2 separate regions of the Sus scrofa genome follow, and region 1 is linked to region 2. A link is a contact called in public Hi-C data. All regions are on one chromosome and are shown on one strand. The core of a region is the stretch at or near the end of the contact, and the rest is flanking DNA. Distances in the headings are between cores, read along the strand shown.

Region 1 (6,292 bases), core at 904-3,403, 79 kb after region 2:
TCTTGGGCCACTCCTGTGGCATATGGAGGTTCCCAGGCTAGGGATCTAATCGGAGCCGTAGCCACCGGCCTATGCCAGAGCCAGAGCAACTCGGGATCTGAGCTGCGTCTGTGACCTACACCACAGCTCACGGCAACGCCGGATCCTTACCCCACTGAGCAAGGGCAGGGACCGAACCCGCAACCTCATGGTTCCTAGCCGGATTCGTTAACCACTGAGCCACCACGGGAACTCCAAGCAGTTTGTTTTAATAAGGGCTTCATGTCTACAGATCTCTTCAGCAATTTCATTGATTTATCATGATACCAAAGGCATTTTACTTTGAGGTCTAAAAGTTGCCAAGGAGGGAAGGGTGGAAGTGGGATGGACTGGGAGTCTGGGGTTGGTAGATACAGACTATTGTATTTGGAGTGGATGAGCAATGAGATCCTGCTGTATAACACAGGGAGCTATGCCTAGTCATTTATGATGGAACATGATGGAGGATAATTTGAGAAAAAGAATGTATATATGTATGTATATGTATGTGTGTGTGTGTGTGTGTGTGTATGACTGGGCCACTCTGCTGTACAGCAGAAATTGACAGATACTGTAAATCAACTATAATAGAAAAAATAAAAATCTTTAAAAAAAAAATGCCTTTTTCTTTGTGACCAAAAGGTAAATATTTGTTTGAAGGGGTAATGAGCATTACGTTCTTTGAACATAATGATCTACTAAGTGACTGACTGCCCTGAGTGAAACTGAGGTTTTCATTCTATAGAAATAATCTGTTTGCAATCTAAATTCAAAGAATCAAAATGTAGGCCTAGACAAATAAAGGAAAAATTCAATTCTATGAGACTCTGTGTCCTCAAGGTAAAATTAATTAACAAATAATGGGAATCAAGTATGTCTATCTTCTGAAAACCACAGGCTAAGGAGATGAAATCATGCTGGTCATTTCTCCAGCCATCCCTCATTCTCCTACAAGCCCCCCATGATGGTCTCTAGCTTATTCAGACATCTGCCCACTGCCTACTTCAAGCCGTTTTCAAAGAGTTACTTCCTTTCTAGAGGAAGTTATTTTTTAGCTAGGATGAACAAATCCTCCCCGATCCTCACTGAAAACTGCACTTTCCCACCTCCTACAAGCAAAAGCACTACCCAATATTTATCTTCTATTGTTCAAAAGGGGAAATTTATTAATGTCCTTTTCTTTGACATTAGCACAATTAAGATATGACATCTACCCAGAAGGCCCCACCTCTAAAAACTGTAACAAATAACAACATTCATTTGAAAGCTTGTTTTAAAACTTCTAAGGCATCGATCCTTCCGTTTTTTCACAAAATCTCAGGGTCTTCAAAATGAAGACTGGAAGACTGTACAGCCTGGGTCTGCCCTTCACGGTGCTGCAATTATTCATTCAACAAGTACCTTGCCAAGTCAGTGCTACGTATTTGTTCGGTACACGTGTCACTGAAAGAGAGCCCTTTCTCCTCTACGTACACCCTTCTAGAAAGCACGCAATATTCTTGCAGATTTTCTGTTCCCCTTTCTCCCCTTGGTAAACTGCTCACACAGCCCAACCCTAAAACACTTCCTCCCAAAGCCGGGGACTATCCCTGCAAGGGCGGGGATGCTCTATACCGCAGCCCTCACCGCGGAGGGCCTGGCGCGCATGCGCAACGCGCGCAGCGGGGCCTGGCGCTGCAGGTCTTAAACCCGGTGGGTAGGGGGCCCGAGATCCAGCAAGGCCGACTGTGCGGTGGGGGAGCTGCCCGTGCGGTTCTGGGAGGTTGGCGCCCGCGACGACGGTGTGGCGAGCGGGACGGGTGGGCACACTCACAATTTAAGCATCCACTCGCCCTCCAACACCAGCGTCCAGTTGGAGGCGGTCATGGGCCGTACCAGGCTCCGTTCCTCCGGTACCGCGGCCTGCTCCGAGCCGGCCTCTGCCTCTGCCGCCGCCGCCGCGACCCAGGCAGCCAGGAGCGCCGCGAGCAGCGTGCCGCGGCGCCCGCCCACCATGTCCGGGCGCGGAACGAGGCTCCACGACAGGAGCGCTGGAAAAAGGCGCGGCGGACCCGCCGACCCGGCCTTCCCAGGCAGCGCGAACGGAGGCCAGCACGCCCAGCCTCCTCCCACCCGCGCCGACCGGCCCAGCTTTAGACGCGGGCGGCCGGTCGGCACCGCCTCTTATGGGCCTGGGCCCGCCGAGGCCACGCCCCCTCCCGCCTGGACTCGTTGTTGCCCCGGGCGTCAGTTGCCTTGGCAACGACCTCTCTTCTCCACCGAGGCGTTGAAAATAAACAGATGACCTGATGTTGCTTAAGTTAGAACCTGCCCAGAGTGTGCCCAGGTTCCAGTAAGGGGGGTTGGCGCGTGTTGGTTTTTCAAAACAGAAACATGGCCTGTAATTTAATGCATCCCCCTGAAAAGACTAAATAAATAAAAATAAGAAAAAGGAGTTCCCTTTGTGTCACAGCAGAAGCGAATCCGACTAGGAACCCTGAGGTTGGGGTAAAACCCCTGGCCTTCCTCAGTGGCTTAAAGATCCAGCGTTGTGGTGTAGGTCGCAGACGCGACTTGGATGTGATGTTGCTGCGGCTGTGGTGTAGGCCGGCAGCTACAGCTCCAATTCAGCCCCTAGCCTGGGAACCTCCATATGCCCCAGGTGAAGCCCTAAAAAGACTAAATAAATAAATAATGTAAAAAAATTTTAAATTAAAAAAAAAAAGGATCTCCTATTCAACAGTAGTAGAAATAACAATGGACTCCGAAGTAAAAAAATTAATGGAAAAACAAAGGGACATGTTGGTCAACTCTTGCTGAAAGGAAGAGAAAATTTTAAGTACTCTTTGCATATATTGCAGTTGTACTGCCCATTGGAGATAATGAAACTAGAGCATGTGATTGCATTTTTTTACAAAATTATTTTAAATTCATAAGAAGTCTAAAACACGAACACTAACAGAAAAAATAAGTCAGTTGATAAGGATATTGCCAGTTGAAATAAAATGGACCCCTTTCTTCTCTTGACAACAATTTTGTCAGATCTAAAGTGAGAGTAGCCTTAAATGATTTCCAAATCACCTTACAGATGTGCATTGGATGCATTTGTATCTTGAGACCACCACAACCTTAGTATGTATGACTGAATTACAATTAGAGGGAGAGATTATTCAAAATGTGTTTTATAAGAACTTATTAGATGTGCAAAGCAATATCTCTGTGAAAAAGTGTTATTTCAGCCCTGGGACTGAACCAAAGACAACTGTACAAGTAAAAGTACTGCAGTGCACATGAGATCAATCTTCAATCAGCACATACAGGAGAGAAAGATGAATTTTGCCTGCAGAGATCATACCTGAAATAGGTGTTAATTAGTAGTTGCTCAGTTCCATGTGGAGCCAGCCCTTATCATCCAAATATAAGACCCAAATTTACAAATCACTGTAAATTTGGAAAATATCCTTGCAGTAAATGTTATTAAAAGTCACTATTGGAGTTCCCGTCGTGGCGCAGTGGTTAACAAATCCAACTGGGAACCATGAGGTTGCGGGTTCGGTCCCCGCCCTTGCTCAGTGGGTTAACGACCCGGCGTTGCTGTGAGCTGTGGTGTAGGTTGCAGACGCGGCTCGGATCCCGCGTTGCTGTGGCTCTGGTGTAGGCCAGTGGCTACAGCTCCGATTGGACCCCTAGCCTGGGAACCTCCATATGCCGCGGGAGCGGCCCAAGAAATAGCAAAAAGGCAAAAAAAAAAAAAAGTCACTATTATTTTATACAGATCAATCCTATAAACTCAGTGGGAAACATTTTATTTTGCTTTTAAAAACAAATAATATGTACAGAAATTCTATCATTCTTTTCAGTACAGTTTTTGTATATGATATCATTTTTGGAAATAGGATCTGATATTAAGGAATTACTATTTCACTGGGTGTGATAATGGTTATGTTATTATTACATTTTAAAAGTCTTTATTGGTTACAGACAGTGAAATATTTATGGGTAAAATAATATGATGTCTAGAATTCACTTTAAAATACACCAGAAATAAAATTTGGGAGGGTGGAAGGAGGATGGATTAAAGAAAAGTGGCACAACATCAATCAATGTTGAATCTAAGTTCATCTTTGCTATTCTCTCTACTTTTGTGTAGGCTGGAAAATTTGCAAAATGAAAAGGTTGGAAAGAGAGAGTATCATTGCTGAAGCTCTTCCTTATTTCTAACACAAAATGTTTGTTCAAGGGCTGCATTTCTTTGCCATCAGACTAGGGGCAACAAGAAGGAATATAACAAGAATATGTGGGATCGAGTTTTCAGTGGGGTGGTACAGATCAGAGTACAGCACCTTGGCCTAACACCCTACCTATGTAACTTGGGGCTAAAAAGTTAACACCAATTTTCATATACAGGTAATAATGGAACCTACTGCAGAAGGTGGCTGTAAAGATATTTTTTAATGACATTTCTTTATTTTTTTTCTTTTTCCATTTCTTTTTATGGCCACACCCACATCATATGAAAGTTCCCAGGCTAGGGGTGGAATTGGAGCTGCAGCTGCCAGCCTACACCACGGCCATAGCAACACAAGATCCAAGTCGTATCTGCAACCTATGTTACAGCTTGTGGTAACTCCTGGATCCTTAACCCACTGAGCCAGGCCAGGGGTCAAACCTACATTCTTACAGACACTATGTCGAGTTCTTAACCTGCTGAGCCACAACGGGAACTCTGGGTGTCTGTAAAGATTAAGCAATACAATTATAATTCCTAGGTCAGTGCTCAATCCTCTTCATGTTTAAAGCATGGGTCACAGTTTAAAGGAAATGGGCACATAACAATGGGAGAATGAGCTTTTTTCCCTGGAGAAGTTTCCAGTGGTGGCACTCTGGGGCAGCAATGGTTATGTGGCCAAAAATAATCAATAAACAATCAACAATGAGAATAGAAAAGAGTTTTATTTGAGCCAAACCAAGGACTAGCCCTGAAGCCAATTTCCCAGATTTCTCCGAGAAACTGCTCCAGAGAAGCAGGATTTTCAGCACAGTTTTATGTCTTGTTAGAACAAAGAACATTGAACAAGTCAGGGTTACATTCCTTAAAGATTTAAAAAAAAAGAAAAGAAAGAAGAAAGAGGAGTTCCCATTGTGGCTCAGTGGTTAACGAATCCCACTAGGAACCACGAGGTTGCGGGTTCAATCCCTGGCCTCACTTAGTGGGTTAAGAATCTGGCGTTGCTGTGAGCCATGGTATAGGTCGCAGACCAGGCTCAGATTCCACATTGCTGTGGCTCTGGTGTAAGCCGGTGGCTACAGCTCCGATTTGACCCCTAGCCTGGGAACCTCCATGTGCTGCAGGCGTGGCCCTAGAAAGGACAGAAAGATGAAAGAAGGAAGGAAGGAAGGAAGAAGGAAGGAAGGAAGGAAGGAAGGAAGGAAGGAAGGAAGGAAGGAAGGAAGGAAAGAACAGACCGGCATAAACATCAGACACTGAGAGTCTGTATGACCTTGACACGTGGGAAGTGAATCTCATCATCGAAAGAGCACCAGCATTGCCATCCCAGGAAGAGGGGTATTTAATCTTTATTTTTAACATGGACATCCTCTTTACTTCTGGTCAATGTGCCCTTTTCTTTAATAATGAAAGCAGATGTACAGTGTATATTGATGGGCCACCAACAGGCTGTTTTAGTTAGCATAAAATTCAATTTAACTCATGTATAAGCCACAATGACTTCCCTATATCTCAATATGTGAACATATCTTTTATTAGTTACACAAAAATACGTGGTTCCTGGTAGGAAAATGAAGCAAGATAACAATAAATATTCCAATGGTAGAAATTTTAAATAGATGGTAAGAAGCAAAGACCTTGATAAAATTGGCAATGCAGGACTTAATATTACAGAGATAATGAATGAGGGATAAGGTGATTGTATTTAGATCACAAACTCCGTAATAATAGAGTGTAGAGGTATTATACCTTGGTTTTCCTGTTGAGGATGGTGAAACTGGTATGGAAATATTAAATAAGGTATCCAGTGCTGTAAAATTAGTCCATAAAGTAATAATAGTACAGGAATTTAATTACACAAACAGATTTGCTAAATGCCTTACAGGAACAAGAGATGGAGGGAGAATTATTAAATAGGACACTTCCTAGAACAGATGGTAGGAGAAATCATAAATGATTGAAATAAACTGTATTATTCCAGGCTGGTGACTAGGAATGAATCCAGAAGGAGCCTTGATAAGCCTCTAAGAAAAGCTAACCCAGAAGCGCCACTTTGGGAAAGAGAAT
Region 2 (6,209 bases), core at 1,635-4,134:
GGAAACTCTGTTCTTCTGGGTGGTTCTGTCTCTTTGACCTTTTCTGTCCTTTTTTTATATTGGGGAGCAGACACAATAGTGTCAAAGCCCCAAGCTTACTGAGAAACATACCCCGGTCACTGCTTGGTCATGTCAGAGCCGCATGCAGAAATAAAAGGGATCACTGTGATTGACCTCTGCTTGTACGTGTAGGATGGGGAGGTGGGTACATTGCATAAATGTCTTTAAAATACCCTGTCCTTGTGTCACAATGGGTGAGCTGAGGTTTGGCTGCTTTGCAGATTTCATGTGACTCAGAATGAGAGCTTTCAGATTGATTGCCTTCAACCTAACAACCAGACCTACCACCACGACAGAAGCTCTGTTTTTAGTTCCCTGTGATCAACTTGCTGATACAGGGTTAGGCGTGACCCAGCAAAAGAGGATTTGAGATGGTATAGGCAATGTTTGTACAGGCCATAAAAACTCCTCAGCTGTTTGATAATAAAATATCATCTGCCCTCCCCCAGAGAAAATTAAGACATTTTCCCTCACTTAAAGCTGAACAAAAGACAAGGATCAAAGTTCATGGAAAAGGTGGCATTCAAAACTCATTCTCATCAGTTGTGTCCTGCCCCTAAGATCTGTCCTTAGGCTGAATGGGCTGGGAAAACTCCCAAGAAGAACTTTTTTTTTCTTTTCATGGCCATACCTTCAGAATACAGAAGTTCCCAAGTCAGGAGTCAAGTTGGAGCTGCAGCTGTGGCCTAAGCCACAGCCACAGCAACATCAGATCCAAGCTGTATCTGCAACCCACACCACAGCTCACAGCAATACTGGATCCTTAACCCCCTGAGCGAGGCCAGGGATCAAACCTGCATCCTCACAGAGACAATGTTGGCTCCTTAACCCACTGAGCCACAGTGGGAACTCCAGCAGGAGGTACTTTTCTGGTCCAGGGCTTGGAAGTCACCAGAACTTAGGTCTCACAAGATTTCTAGAATTTCTGGGGTAGGATAGAGGTGGTCTGCCTGCTTTGCTGCACCCCTCTGCTCCCTCTTAGAGGCCCCCACTGGGCTGATTGTTTTATGTCCATTTTGCATCAATTCAACCTACTACCATTATGGAGGCCAAAGGTCAATGTGCTTCCATTGGAATGTAAATGCCTGTGGACAAGAACTTTCTGTCACTCACTGCTTTATCCTCAGCATGCAGTACTGAGTCTAGCCCATTGAGATTCTCAATGTGTAAGGTAATTAATCAACTAGCGTGAGGTGAAGGGCATTAAGGCTGAGGAAGATCATATATTAATGGAGTAGATGGTCACCTAAGTATTTCGACCTGAGTCATGCTAAGAGATACCAACGCCATCAGATTGTCAAAGGCCTGGAATGTCCCTGGTTAAAATTACCTGTTTGGGTTCAAGTGTCATTTTCAGGAGACTACTAAGAGGCAAACCACACTACCTGGCGAACAGCTGAAACAGGTCCAAAAACGAGCATCTCTCAAGAGCAGAAAATATCAAAAGGATCTAAAAAATTCCATAATGGTTGGAAAAAAAGATCATGCAGAATTTTAAGCCCCTCCACTCTCAGCCAACTTTTCTCTTCCCATGGCTCCCCCTAGCTTTTTTAAAATGCCATTTTTGTTGCAAAGAAAATCCAAGACAAAGTCAAGGCTTGAAGGAGTTTAGGGGAGGCCCCACTTCAACTCTCAAGCTCCTACACTGATTTGCAGGTGAATCAGTCTGCTTGCCAGCAACCACCTTGTGTAGAATGATTTCATTTCTCCCAGTTGACAAGTAGAAAAGTGATTTTGAGTGATTTTGCTCTAGGGGCTAAAGAAGAAATCAAGGAGGAAGGTAGATTCTTTCCTTTGGATACTTTCTGCCTTTTTTTTCTTTAATTTATCACCATCAATGAGTACTCATGACATTCATTGGCTTTACTAATGGCTGGAAGAAAAGATCAATGAGCTTCAAAGACTATAGTATATTGAAGGCTCTCTTCCCCTGCTCCAGCAAATAAACCATTTCCTAACTGCCTTGAGAGAAAAGCACTCCTTTAGAGTTATTTTGTTTCTTGTTTTTATTACAAACAGAAACCATAAACCATGACATCCACCATGTTGGATCTTGAAATATGAAAGTCAAGGGAAAACTAATTTGGGAAGAGAGATGAAGCACTTTAGAGATGAAACAGCAAAGCTGAAAGATTAATGTTCTTTAGGCCAATTGAAAGCTCAAGTGAAAGTTTAGACAATAGTAATCAGAATGAATGATAATGGCAAGCCAGAAGGATGAGAACATTTGAGAGAACAATCCGATCTGGTTCCACCAGATAAGATGGCTATCTTGCATTTAATACGAATGGCTTTCTCCACCATAAACATACACTCTGTCAGCCTCAAAGAAAAAGAAAACAGAGTCAGAATCTGTCACTATTTTTATACACAGTTAAATGAATCATCCACGTCATTTCAAGTGAGGAAACTTAGGGTTAGATTTTTTTTTCTGTCAGCTGTCCAAGATTGCCAGGCTTGGGATATTTTTATTTTAAAACAAGTTTAAAGATCAATATGTCTCACAGCCCCATGAATTGCCCCCTCTCTAATAAGCATATTGTCTAGACAAATAATTTCACACTATCAACACAGAAACTGATCTTGCTCTGGTAGAATGTCCATGTGTAATCTCAAAGCATGATTTAAAAAAATATTCTTACCTGGAAAATGCTGCAATATTATCAGCCAAGGTTTCCTGATCATTTGCCCCAGACTTATAATAGTCATATATAGACTTCTGAAGTATGGATTTAGCATGTTGCTCATAATCACTGATACAGACAAGCCGGGTGAACATTTTCCTGGGTTATTGCAAACGCCAGGATGGTTTTTTGTTTGTTTTTTTTTTTTCTGTATTGCTTTCTACATCCTGACAATTCTGCTATTTGTCAATTATTAATAGACTTTTTCCAAAGTTCAGATTTCCTTCTCTGTTGCTTACAGTAAGTGAGCAAACATATGCTTAGACTTTGAAATTTCTTTTGCAGCTGTCTGCCAAAGAGCAGGTACACCTAAGCCACAAAAAATTGGGCTGGAGAGGCAGCAGAAGGGGATTAGGTGTCTGTCATGTTAAAAAGGCATAAGAATGAGTCAAAAATTAAAGACCTAGAGAAGTACTTGCATGAAACCCCTCTTGGCTCAGTTCTTCCTAAGGCTGCTTCATTCCCACGGTGTGTGACTTGGCTATTTAATTGGTACCCAGAATGTGCCATCCACTCATTTTCCTCCCAAATTTGGATCATGCACATATATGAAAAAGAGCCTATGAAATGGATGGGAAGGAAGGGAGGAAGAGAGGGAGGGAGGGAAGGAAGAAGGAAAGGAGGAAGGAAGGGAAGAAGAAAGATAGCAATGGCTTTGACATCGGTCAGTCCTGGATTTCCACCTGGGAGCCCCCACTTAAAGTGGCTCACCAGCTATTCAACTGCTGAATTCCAACTGCCTGCACCTGTATGAGAATGTTCTCTTGAACTTGGAGCCTACTTTTCCATCCACATGGCAGGCTAAAGTGCTGTGGACTCAATGCTCCATGGAACAATCCTACACCAAGAGCTTAAGGGAATTGGTGTATAAATACGAAATTCCTCACTCCTCTGGCAGTTAACTCCTAGATGTGCATCCTACGGTGCAGGCTTCAGTCGCCCACAAATGCCATTGGTTGGTAACTCATCCTGTATTAGCTGCCTTTCCTTCCCATCTCACTACCCCTTAATGGAATTAAAGACCTTACAGCTGTTAGGATTAGCATTGAATTCAATATCGGTTTATTCCAAAGTTCACAGATGCCTGCTTTTTGCTTCAGTTCAATGATAGCTAAATTGGCCTCAGAAATACTATTGGAAAGTGAAAATCCATTAATCCTTTCTAGAAGAAAAAACTCAACTGCACAGCTAAGAAAATCATTATAAAAATTGGTCTGAGATCTTACTTCCTGTGAGAACTGATCAAAAGTTGCAGATTAAAGCATGACCTTTTAGAAACCTATTCATTTATTTGCAACTTCTATAGTTATTAAAACTGTTAGCACTTTGCAACTCAAGTAATTTTGATGCAGAGACAATTTAACACTCCAGAATGAAACTTAAGCAGGTCAAGTGCTAGTGTTAACTAAGGAATTGAAGGGCCAGTGTTTCCCAAATTGTGGCCCTGGACCAGCAACAATCAGCCTCACCAGGGAACTTTTGTTAAAAGCACAGATTCTCAGGCCCCACCCCAGTTGTGCTGAATCAGAAACTCTACAGCCTTTTGTGCTATAACTAGCCTTCCAAGTGATTCTGATACATGATATTATTTGAGAACAACTGCTAGCCAAAGATGGATAGAGAATAGAAGCAGGTTTTTTTTTTTTTTTTTTTTTTTGGCTGCACCCCTGGCATACAGATGTTCCCAGGCCAGGGATCAAACCCACATCACGGAAGTAACCTGAGTCACTGCCATGCCAACACCAGATCCTTAATCTGCTGTACCACAGGAGAGCTCCAGTGAAGAGTTTTAAAGATATTTGAATTAAGGTGTTCCCGTCGTGGCTCAGTGGTTAACGAATCTGACTAGGAACCATGAGGTTGCAGGTTCGATCCCTGGCCTTGCTCAGTGGGTTAAGGATCCAGTGTTGCCATGAGCTGTGGTGTAGGTTGCAGACACGGCTCAGATCCAGCGTTGCTGTGGCTCTGGCGTAGGCTGGCGGCTACAGCTCCGAATCGACCCCTAGCCTGGGAACCTCCATATGCCGAGGGAGCCGCTCAAGAAAAGACAAAAAGACAAAAAAAAAAAAAAAAAAAAAAAAGAGAGAGAGAGAGAGATTTGAATTAAAAAAAATAAATCCGGAGTTCCTTTCATGGCTCAACGGTTAATGAACCCAACTAGGATCCATGAGGATGCAGGTTTGATTCCTGTCCTCTCTCAGTGGGTTAAGGATCTGGTGTTGCCACGAGCTGTGGTATAGGTTGCAGATGCAGCTCAATCCCGCATTGCTGTGGCTGTGGTGTAGGCAGGCAGCTGCAGCTCCAATTCAACCCCTAGCCTGGGATTTTCCATATGCCACAGGCAAGGCCCTAAAAAGCAAAAAAAAAATAAAAAATAAAAAATAAAAATTAAAAAAAAAATCCCCTCTTATTCGGCACAACTGCAGCCCAACAGATGATTTAGAGTATGGAACCAGCTTAGTGGATAAGCTAAATATAGTCCTGACATTGCTTAATTAATCTCTTGGTGGAGAGAACAAAAAGAAGTGATTGAGTTTAGAACAGCTTTTGTTAATTTGTGGTAATTACGTTGTTTAAATACCTCACATTCTTTCTGAGACAATACATTCTATAAAATTCACTAGGACTCTGTGAAGTGAGATTGTGAGGGCAAAACAGGACACGTTCAGGCCTTGTTCAAGCTGCTAGAGGCTACATTCCCCCCATCCGCTCACCCTGCCCAGTCCGTCTGGGAAGATGAGGATGAGAAATGGCCAGGCGATGACGTCTATGGCTGGCTTAGAGCATTCTCCTTCTCAGTGGCCAAAACAATAGGAAGTTTTTTTGTTTTTGTTTTTGTTTTTTTACCCTGGACTTAAAAGCTTTATTCACTTCCTAACCCCTTCTTAACATCCCAACAAAATCAATGTTCAACAGGAGTTCCAGTTGCGGCTCAGTAGAAATGAAGCTGACGAATATCTAAGAGGATGCAGGTTCGATCCCTGGCCTCACTCAGTGGGTTAAGGATCTGGCATGGCCATGAGCTGTGGTGTAGGTGGTAGATGTGGCTCAGATCCCGAGTGGCTGTGGCTGTGGTGTAGGCTGGCGGCTGAAGCTCTGATTTGACCCCTAGCCTGAGAACTTCCATATGCCCCTGGTGCAGCCCTAAAAAAAAAAAAATCAATGTTCAACAGAAAAATGCCTTGCCGTCTCCACAATTCTTGTTCCAAACCATGGGGAACGCTTCTCCTGCCTTCATCTCAAGGAAAACTCAAGTATGAGCTATAAGGGAACACTGGATCTTCTCTCTCATTCATCTTAAGATGTGAGTGAGACTGTGCTTGAAGAATGTTATTTTCCATTTTTAACCTTTTCAGAGACTTTTCATTTTCAATGAGGTATAGCACGGGAAGAATCTTAGGCATCCCCACTGTTCAAAGCGCTGGAAGGGGCTCTTCACAATATCACAGGCACCAATGACTAGTA

What was found. A called contact is a pair of places that touch in the nucleus more often than the background predicts.
Region 1: a Hi-C map of liver shows a contact between it and region 2, with 5 times the contacts expected there. The contact joins the promoter of TMX4 here to the promoter of HAO1 in region 2. A contact is called at or near these places in 3 of 47 Hi-C or Micro-C datasets (embryonic fibroblasts, heart right ventricle and liver).

Annotation. Positions count from the first base shown.
Region 1 is chr17:16,879,175-16,885,466 of Sscrofa11.1, forward strand. TMX4 (thioredoxin related transmembrane protein 4) reads right to left here and starts at 2,154. Exons shown (of 8, transcript NM_001243407.1): 1 at 1,832-2,154. The coding sequence starts at 2,013.
Region 2 is chr17:16,799,576-16,805,784 of Sscrofa11.1, forward strand. HAO1 (hydroxyacid oxidase 1) reads right to left here and starts at 2,885. Exons shown (of 8, transcript NM_001243431.1): 1 at 2,703-2,885. The coding sequence starts at 2,839.